Regions from separate parts of the Pan troglodytes genome. Here region 2 is linked to region 1. The links are chromatin contacts, called in public capture Hi-C maps. All regions are on one chromosome and are shown on one strand. Each heading gives the region's core, a stretch centred on a gene start, on an enhancer-like site or on the middle of the called end of the contact. The rest is flanking DNA. Distances are from core to core; before and after follow the strand shown.

Region 1 (4,975 bases), core at 653-3,152:
AATCGGGAACTCCTGACTCCCAGAGCAGGGTTCTTGCTGCTCTTCCCCAGGAAATGCAACTTGTCAGGCTGCCTATCTGATCGGGGAGGGCTTAAGTAAGGTTGCTCCGGGGCTGGGAGTGGCCCAGTCTCTAGAAGGACTGCACTAGGTGTGCTAGATGTGGTGGCTCACACCTGTAGTCACAGCACTTAGGGAGGCTGAGGCAGGTGGAACACTTGAGTCCAGGAGTTTGAGACCAGCCTGGGTAACATGGAAAAACCCTGTCTCTACAAAAATCATCTGGGCACAGAGGCCTGTGTTTGTGGTCCCAGCTAGCTCCTCAGTAGGCTGAGGTGGGAGGATGGCTTGAGCCCAGGGGTTTGAGGCTGCAGTGAGCCATGATCACACCACTGCACTCCAAGCCAGGCAACTGTTGGGAACAAGCCCCCCAAAATCAGGCCATAAACCGGCCCCAAAACTGGCCATAAACAAAATCTCTGCAGCACTTGACATGTTCAGGATGGACATAACGCCCACGCTGGAAGGCTGTCAGTTTACCAGAATGAGGGCAAGGAACACGTGGCCTGCCCAGGGTGGAAAACTGCTTAAAGGCATTCTTAAGCCATAAACAATAGCATGAACGATCTGTGCCTTAAGGACATGCTCCTGCTGCAGTTAACTAGCCCAACCTATTCCTTTAATTGCCCATCCCTTCGTTTCCCATAAAGGATACTTTTAGTTAATTTAATATCTATAGAAACAATGCTAATGACTGGCTTGCTGTTAATAAATATGTGGGTAAATCTCTGTTCAGGGATCTCAGCTCTGAAGGCTGTGAGACCCCTGATTTCCCACTTCACACCTCTATATTTCTGTATGTGTGTCTTTAATTCCTCTAGCGCCGCTGGGTTACGGTCTCTCTGACCCAGCTGGTCTCGGCAGCAACAAAGCAAGACCCCGACTTAAAAAAAAAAAAAAAAGTCTAGCCCGTTGCGGCGGCCCCTGATCCTAGGAGGTTGAGGCAGGCGGATCACTTGAATCTAGGAGTCCGAGACCAGCCTAGGCAACATGGCAAAACCCCTTCTCTACAAAAAATACAAAGATTAGCCCGGCATGGTGGCATGCACCTGTGGTCTCAGCTACTAGGGAGGTCGAGAGGGGAGGATCGCTTGAGCCTGGGAGGTCGAGGCTGCAGTGAGTCCAGATGGCACCACAGCACTGCAGGCCAGGCCACAGAGTGACAGAGCAAGATAACACATTATCATCTGTTTGTTTGCTTTTTTTTTAAGGCTCTGTAAACAGTGGTTGTGGGAGGGAGGGGGAGAGTCACACTGTGAGTGAAAGCCTTTATTTATTTATTTATTTATTTATTTATTTGATAATAGGCCCTTTAGTACTGTTTGATCGCCTTTTTTTTTTTTTTTTTTTTGAGATGGAGTCTGGCTCTGTCCCCCATGGCTGGAGTGCAGTGGCGCCATCTCCTGTCTCAGCCTCCAGAGTAGCTGGGACTACTGTCATGCATTGGCTGGCTAATTTTTGTATTTTTAGTAGAGACGGGGTTTTGCCTGGCTAATTTTTGTATTTTTAGTAGAGACGGGGTTTCGCCAGGCTGGTCTTGAACTCCTGACCTCAGGTGATCCACCCGCCTTGGCCTCCCAAAGTGCTGGTATTACAGGCATGAGCCACTGCGCCTAGCCTGAGTTGTGACACAACTCATTACTTTTCCAGTAGTGTGTGTGAAGCAAGTTGGCTGGGCTCTCTGCGTGCTCTCCAGCCCATCTCATCTTTTGCTCCTGGCTAGCCTACCCCTCTGCTCATGTGCTCCAGAATACCCCAGGATTGCTTCGTCTCTGCCCGTCTAATCCAGTTGCCTGCCTATCACACAGCCCAGCTCAGATCCCGGCCCACCTTGCCAAAGGATGAATGAGTACTTCCCTATCTGGCCACCAGAGAGCAGCCTACACCTAGGACATGCCTTGGGTAGGCTGAGACGTTGAAGAGGCAGGCCACTTTGATCTGAAATGCTGAGGCTGCCAGCTGGCTTTGAGGTCCAATGCCCCCTCTACCCAAGGTTCCTGGGGCAGAAAGAAGTACAGTCCCATCCAGTGAAGGTGGTGATAGACTTGTCCCCTATCTCTACAAAGCTTGGGACTCCCCAGGCCAAGCATGCCAAGGCCACCCTCTCCCACACTGGTTCTAGGACCTCAAGATGAGGGGCATTTCCTGGACCGGGGCACAGACTCATCAGACAGATGTCTGGGGTCCTGGGGTTCCACAAGAGGGGGATCAGGGTAAAGGCACATCTCTTAAAAACAGGAGCAGCCGGGCGCGGTGGCTCATGCCTGCAATCCCAGCACTTTGGGAGGCCAAGGCGGGCGGATCACGAGGTCAGGAGATCGAGACCATCCTGGCTAACACGGTGAAACCCCGTCTCTACTAAAAATACAAAAAATTAGCCAGGCGTGGTGGCGGGCGCCTGTAGTCCCAGCTACTCAGGAGGCTGAGGCAGGAGAATGGCATGAACCCGGGAGGCGGAGCTTGCAGTGAGCTGACATTGCGCCACTGCACTCCAGACTGGGTGTCAGAGCGAGACTCTGTCTCAAAAAAACAAAAAACAAAAAACAGACAAACAACAACAAAAAAAACAGAAGCAAATGGCCAGGCGCAGTGGCTCACGCCTGTAATCCCAGCACTTGGGAGGCCAAGGTGGGTGGATCACTTGAGGTCAGGAGTTACAGACCAGCCTGGCCAACGTGGCGAAATCCCATCTCTACTAAAAATACAAGAAATTAGCCGGGCTTGGTGGCAGGCGCCTGTAGTCCCAGCAACTTGGGAGGCTGAGGCAAGAGAATCGCTTGAACCCGGAAGGCAGAGGTTGCAGTGAGCCAAGGTCGCACTGTTGGACTCCAGCCTGGGCAACAAGAGCAAAACTCCGTCTCAAACAAAACAAAACCAAGCAAAACAAAACAAAAACAATAAAAACCCCAGGAACAAGTGGATGCAGCCATCCTGTTCCCCACCCCCTACCACAGGGCTCTGGGACTTCCTGCACACTCCACAGCTCAGTCTTGGTCAGCCCATCTTTAGCTGGAAGCAGCCCAAGGCCACTAGATTCTGAGAACTCAGTCTAGCCAAGGACTCACTGGCCCTGCTTCCTCCCAGTTCATCAGAGAGACATGGGAGGAATTTCTTCCCAAGGAAGTCCTAGGCCACTCCCACTTTATTCAGATTATATGCCATAAAATTTACTAATGTAAGGCTGGGCGCGGTGGCTCACGCCTGTAATCCCAGCACTTTGGAAGGCCAAGGCGGGCAGATCACGTGAGGTCAGGAGTTCGAGACCAGCCTGGCCAACATGGCCAAACCCCGTCTCTACTAAAAATACAAAAATTAGGGTGTGGTGCCCCATGCCAATAATCCCAACTACTCAGGAGGCTGAGGCAGGAGAATCGCTTGAACCCGGGAGGCAGAGGTTGCAGTGAGTGAAGATCGTGCCATTGCACTCCAGCCTGGGCAACAAGAGTGAAACTCCATCTCAGGAAAAAAAAAAAATTAGCCAGGTGTGGTGGTGCGTGCCTGTAATCCTGGCTACTCAGGAGGCTGAGGTGGGAGAATCCTTTGAACTTGGGAGGCAGAGGTTGCAGTGAGCCAAGATTGTGCCACTGTACTCCAGCCTGGGCAACAGAGCAAGACTCCATCTCAAAAAAAAAATTTACCAATGTAAAGTGTACAATTCAATGGGTTTTAGTATATTCACATAATTTTGCAGCCATCAGCAGCCTAACTTTACATTTTCATCATTCAAAAAGAAACTCCATACTCCTTGGGAGTCACTCCCCATCGTAACTCTCTCCCCAGCCCCATCTGGCAGCCAGCTCCTGGTATCCACCAAATCTGTGTCTATGGGTTTGTCTATTCTAGACATTCCAGATACACGGAATCATAAATTGTTGGTCTTCTGTGGCTGGTTTTTGAGGTCCATTCATGTTGTAGCATGCATCAGTACCTCATTCTTGTTAATTGTAGAATAATATCCATCATGCCCATCCCACCTTTTATGGATCCATTTATCAGCTGGTGGACACCGGGCTGTTTCCATTTTGGGGCTATTATGAATAATGCTGCCATGAACATTTCTGTGCAAGTTTTTGTGGGTATGATTTCATTTTTCTTGGGGTAGATAAGAAAGTGGAATTGCTGGGTCTTACGCTAATTCTGTTTAATATTTTTTTTTGAGACAGAGTCTCACTCTGTCATCCAGGCTGGAGTGCGGTGGTGCGATCTCAGCTCACTGCAACCTCTGCCGCCCGGGTTCAAGAGATTCTCCCGCCTCAGCCTCCTGAGTAGCTGGGATTATAGGCACCTGCCACTGCGCCTGGCTAATTTTTGTATTTTTAGTAGAGACGGAGTTTCATCATCTTGGCCAGGCTGGCCTTGATCTCCTGACCTCATGATCCACCCACCTCGGCTTCCCAAAGTGCTCGGATTATAGGCATGAGCCACTGTGCCCAGCCAATTCTGTTTAATATGTTGAGGAACTGCCAGACTGCTTTCCAAAGCAGCTGCACCATTTTACATTCCCACCAGCAGTGAATTGGGGTTCCAATTTCTCCTTGCCAACACTTGTAATTTTCTCATTTTTTTTGAGATGGAGTCTTGCTCTGTTGCCCAGGCTGGAGTGCAGTGGCGCAATCTCGGCTCACTGCAAGCTCCGCCTCCCAGGTTCACACCATTCTCCTGCCTCAGCCTCCCGAGTAGCTGGGACTATAGGCACCCGCCACCATGGCCGGCTAATTTTTTGTATTTTTGGTAGAGACGGGGTTTCACCGTGTTAGCCAGGATGGTCTCGATCTCCTGACCTCGTGATCCACCTGCCTCGGCCTCCCAAAGTGCTAGGATTACAGGCATGAGGCACTGCGCCCGGCCCAACACTTGTAATTTTCTTATTGCCTTTTTAGTGGGTGTGATGTGGTATCTCATTGTGGTTTTCATTTGC
Region 2 (4,975 bases), core at 1,079-3,578, 200 kb after region 1:
CTCTTTTTTTCAAATGAGGAATAGAAAAATGAGAACTTTGACAGACATCATTTGAACTAGAGACTCTATCTTTATTCAGAGATCTTCATTTTGTGAACAAAAGTTTTCAAAAGCCTTGGGGTGCATTGTCATTTACGTGTCTGAACAAAGCCACAAAGCTGGGGGTACAGATTTGATTTGTGGTTGCTATTGTGACAACCAGTCCCTCTTTTCCTTGTTTAGTTTTTTACTTGTATATGTCATTCATGCATATTATATATAAGACTGAGATCATGTGTTAATTAACGACTGGGATACGTTCTGCAAAATGTATCATTAGGCAATTTTATTGTGCAAACGTTGTAGAGTATATAGTCCTTACACAAACCTGGGTGGCAGAACCTACTGCACACCTACGCTATGTGGCAGAGCCTACTGGTCGTAGGCTGTAAACCTGTACAGTATGTTACTGTGCTGAATACCGTAGGCAATTGTAACACATCTCAATGAAGTAGGAATTTTTCAGCTCCATGATAATCTTATGGGACCACCATCATATATGCATTTTGTTGTTGACCGAAACGTCGTTATATATTCTTTCCATACATAGCATGTGGAAAGAATAGATCTCTTTTTTTTAATTGTTCCACACTTTACCATATAATGGAATACTCAAAATTTCATAATACCTTTCAGGATGTAAAATACATATACCCTTTGACGACATTAGAAAAGAGAAAATGTGGGCCGGGCGCGGTGGCTCACGCCTGTAATCCCAGCACTTTGGGAGGCCGAGGCGGGCGGATCACGAGGTCAGGAGATCGAGACCATCCTGGGTAACACGGTGAAACCCCGTCTCTACTAAAAATACAAAAAAACTAGCTGGGCGTGGTGGCGGGCACCTGTAGTCCCAGCTACTCAGGAGGCTGAGGCAGGAGAATGGCATGAACCTGGGAGGTGGAGTTTGCAGTGAGCCAAGATCACACCACTGCACTCCAGCCTGGGCGACAGAGACTCCATCTCAAAAAAAAAAAAAAGAAAAGAAAAGAGAAAATGTGGCTGGGCGCGGTGGCTCACGCCTGTAATCTCAGCACTTTGGGAGGCTGAGGTGGGCAGATCACCTGAGGTCGAGAGTTCGAAACCAGCCCGACCAACATGGAGAAACCTTGTCTCTACTAAAAATACAAAATTAGCCAGGTGTGTTGGCGCATGCCTGTAATCCCAGCTACACGGGAGGCTGAGGCAGGAGAATCACTTGAACTCAGGAGGTGGAGGTTGTGGTGAGCCGAGATCGCACCATTGCACTCCAGCCTGGGCAATAAGAGCGAAACTATCTCAAAAAAAAAAAAAAAAAAAGAAAAAGAAAAAGAAAAGATAAAATGCATTCTTATTTTTAGTTGATGTAATTATGTGGAAATTTCATGAGAATGCACTGGAAAATAATGAAATAAGGGAGTTGACGAAGGTGGTAGGTTTAATAAGTACATATGCAATATGAAACATAGGTTCCCCTTCCTATGGGGAGGCAACCAACTGTGCCTGCTACGCAGAGGTGTTATGTTGCGCTGATCAACTGTAACGGAATAGTTTAAAGAAATGCCCAGGAGCACAGAGGTTTTTTCATGACAGTAAATAACAGGTGGTCAAAGTAGGCTTTTTGAAGAAACACAGAGCCTATTTTATTAACAACAGTCTGTGTTCTTACAGAGACTCTGGGGACGTTGCAGCTCTCAGAGGGTAAGTTCAGCCTAGAGGCTTCCTTTTGTTCCGTTTAACCTAACTTCATCCTCCGGCTACTTGGTCACCTACATAGTTGATTGTTCCCCTGTGATTCAGATCCCGGAAATTTAACATTCTGGGCACAAACACAAAAGTGATGAACATGGAAGAATCCAACAACGGCAGCCTCTCTGCAGAATTCAAACACTTGGTATGTGGGAGGAGCTCCCCTTCACAAAGGGCCTCTGGCTGCGGGAGAGGGCTGGGGAGAGCCTCACAGGACACCTGCCTTTTTCTTTTCTTACAGACCCTGAGGGAGCAGAGATGTGGGAATGGGGGCCGAGCCAATTGTGATGTAAGTTTTGTTGGGGATGAAAGACAACTGGGGTGTTTTCCTTGAGGGAGAGAGGGGTAAAGATCCTTCTTAATCCCCAGAATTAGAAACATCAACCTGTTCTTTCAGCTGTAGTTATTCCAAAAAGTCACTTCAGGCCAAAGTGACATGAACAGAAGTTCCATGTGCCATGGAGCTCTCTGGCTTGGAACATTTCCGTGAATATCTGGGAGTTGGCTCCTCCTTAAGGAGAAGTGGAAAGTCCCTTGCTGAGTTGTTCTCCACACCCATGTGGTATAAAGCAGCTTTCCACCTTGCCTGGGGCTTTCCAAATTCCCCATCCAGCTCCTGCAGCTGACCCTGCTTGGCTCCATTTTTAGTGCCCTGTTTTTCTCTCCCACTGAGGTGGGATAGAGGGTGTAAAAGCAACAGATTTGAGTTAAACTTTAAAATAAATGACCACCTTGCATTAGCTTGCTTAGGAAAAGAGTACATAAAATAAAATGAACAAACAAAAACCCATCTTGTTCTTTATCCCCGTTATTTTCTGCTTTTCATTGATTCAGATTATTGGATTCTTATTGTCAAGAATAAACTTTAAACAAACAAACGAAAAAAGGTAAATGTGACGGAAAGCTAGTTTTCAGTCATTTTTAAAAATTATGATGCCCCGTTCTTTTTCTTACATTTGTCCCCTGAACAATTCTTCCTCTTTAAAATGTAGCAGTCCTAGCTGGGCGTGCTGGCTCACACCCCATACTTTGGGATGCCAAGGCAGGCTGGTCACTTGAGGTCAGGAGTTCAAGACCAGCCTGGCCAACATGGTGAAAGCCCGTCTCTACTAAAGATACAAAAATTAGCTGGGTGTGGTGGTGCACGCCTGTAGTCCCAGTTACTGGGGAGGCTGAGGCATGAGAATCGCTTGAACCTGAGAGGTGGAGCTTGCAGTGAGCCAAGATTTTGCCACTGCACTCTAGCCTGGGCAACAGAGTGAAACTCTGTCTCAAAAAAATAAATAAAATAAAATGTAGCAGTCCTTTTAAAAAATGTGGAATTTTACTTGACAGTAGAGTGAAGTAGCCTGTATGCAATGATATGCAAAAATGTACATGACATATTTAGAAAAAGCAAAATGTAAAATAATTTGAATAGTATTATTAGTATATGTGTTTTAAAAATACACTATACTCTTATGTGTATTCATATGTATATTAAGAAATTCTGGAGGAATATACCAGCAGTGCTATGTGCATTAGTGCTGCTGCTGGTATCCATGGCTATTCTAGACTGTCTCTGTGATATTTGCATTTTAAACTGAATATATTTCCTTTATTATCAGAAAAATAGTATTAAAAATGAATTATAATTCAATTTCTTTTTTCTTTTTTCTTTTTTTTTTTTTGAGTCGGAGTCTCGTTCTATCGGATTGCAGTGGTGCGATCTCAGCTCACTGCAACCTCTGCCTCCTAGGTTCAAGCGATTCTCCTGTCTCAGCCTCCCAAGTAGCTGGGACGATAGGTGCATGCCACCACGCCTGGCTAATTTTTGCATTTTTAGTAGAGACAGGGTTTCACCATATTGGTCAGGCTGGTCTTGAACTCCTGACCTCGTGATCCACCCATCTCGGCCTCCGAAAGTGCTGGGATTACAGGCATGAGCCGCTGTGCCCAGACTAGAATTCAATTTTTGAGAATTCATTGACAACTCTTACTTAAAATAAGGTTGCTATACTGATGTGAGACATTGTTATAGTCAGTTTGGAAAACAATTTGGCAGTATAAAAATGAACATACCTGTAAACCAACGGTGCCATTCCCAGGATTTAATAGCAGAGAAATCTTTGCATATATGTCCCAGGAGACATGTATAAAGTGGACATCAGCCTGATTATAAGTTCTAAATGCAACCCAAATAAATACCCATCAACATTAGAATGAATACATTATTTGTGGTATAGACACAATGGAATACTCCGCAGCTGTGAAAAGGAATACACTGCAGATACACATAACCATGTGGATTCATTTCACATCAAGTGAAAAGTGAATCCCAAAAGAATTCATTGGAGTCCATATGTGTAAGGTTCACAAACGTCCCAAACTAAACAATACCTGCATTGCTTAGATAAACAAATATGGTAAAACTGTAACAAAACAAAACAAAAAGGGCTAGGAAATGATAAACCCAAAAGACAAAATAGCAGTTATTTCTGAGGGAGGAGGGAAGGGGATGGGGTTGGGGAAGGGCACCCAGAGAATTTTAGGAGTGATGGACTTTTCCTTAAATTGAATGGTGGGTTCATATTGTTTTGTTATTCTTTGTGCCTTACGTATTTTACAAATAACCAATTGGATCTATGTAATATTATAATACAAACTGAGTAAAGGATTAGGTTGAGGATCACAGCATTGGAAGTTCTTGGTGTTGAAGAGAGTAAGTGCCGAGCAAGTTGTGTCCCTGCCAGTTTGTTTGTGACCACCTGGTGGCTTACCCTTCTTGGTGTGGTGAGGCTTGGCATGTCACTTTCCTTGGCTGTGGCTGTTAGTACTGAATGCCATTCTCTCTGAGGAAAAGCGTCCTTCTCTTTTTTATTGATTGACTGATTGATTGAGACAGAGTCTCACTCTGTCACCCAGGCTGGAGTGCAGTGGCGTGATCTCAGCTCACTGCATCCTCTGCCTCCTGGGTTCAAGCGATTCTCCTGCCTCAGCCTCCTGAGTAGCTGGGACTACAGGCACCCACTACCACGCCCAGCTAATTTTTGTATTCTTAGTAGAAACGGGGTTTCACCAAATTATTGGCCAGGCTGGTCTTGAACTCCTGACCATGTGATCCACCTGCCTTGGCCTCCCAAAGTGCTGGGATTGTAGGTGTGAGCCATCACGCTCAGCCTTTTAATTTTTTTTTATTTAATTTTTTTTAAGACAGGGTCTCACTCTGTCA

Evidence for each region. Capture Hi-C pulls out chosen DNA fragments and counts their contacts.
Region 2: a contact with region 1 is called in a capture Hi-C map of stem cell-derived neural stem cells, with 7 times the contacts expected there. The contact joins two enhancer-like sites. A contact is called at or near these places in 3 of 7 Hi-C or Micro-C datasets (blood, a lymphoblastoid cell line and stem cell-derived neural progenitor cells), 1 of 1 datasets of contacts at active chromatin or transcription factors (stem cell-derived excitatory neurons) and 1 of 1 other capture datasets (stem cell-derived neural stem cells).

Annotation. Positions count from the first base shown.
Region 1 is chr19:25,614,744-25,619,718 of NHGRI_mPanTro3-v2.0_pri, forward strand. No RefSeq gene overlaps it. Among named protein-coding and RNA genes, the nearest start is that of NAGLU, 9.4 kb to the left of the region's middle. Within about 2 kb of position 1,903, at least 3 of the 24 cell types and tissues checked have an H3K27ac peak or open chromatin away from gene starts, as enhancers often do. A contact at or near this core is called in stem cell-derived neural progenitor cells and stem cell-derived neural stem cells, where this site is marked.
Region 2 is chr19:25,813,508-25,818,482 of NHGRI_mPanTro3-v2.0_pri, forward strand. It overlaps STAT3 (signal transducer and activator of transcription 3), which reads left to right. Exons shown (of 24, transcript XM_001165480.8): 12 at 1,687-1,716; 13 at 1,816-1,909; 14 at 2,006-2,053. Among named protein-coding and RNA genes, the nearest start is that of STAT5A, 40 kb to the right of the region's middle. Within about 2 kb of position 2,329, at least 12 of the 24 cell types and tissues checked have an H3K27ac peak or open chromatin away from gene starts, as enhancers often do. A contact at or near this core is called in stem cell-derived neural progenitor cells and stem cell-derived neural stem cells, where this site is marked.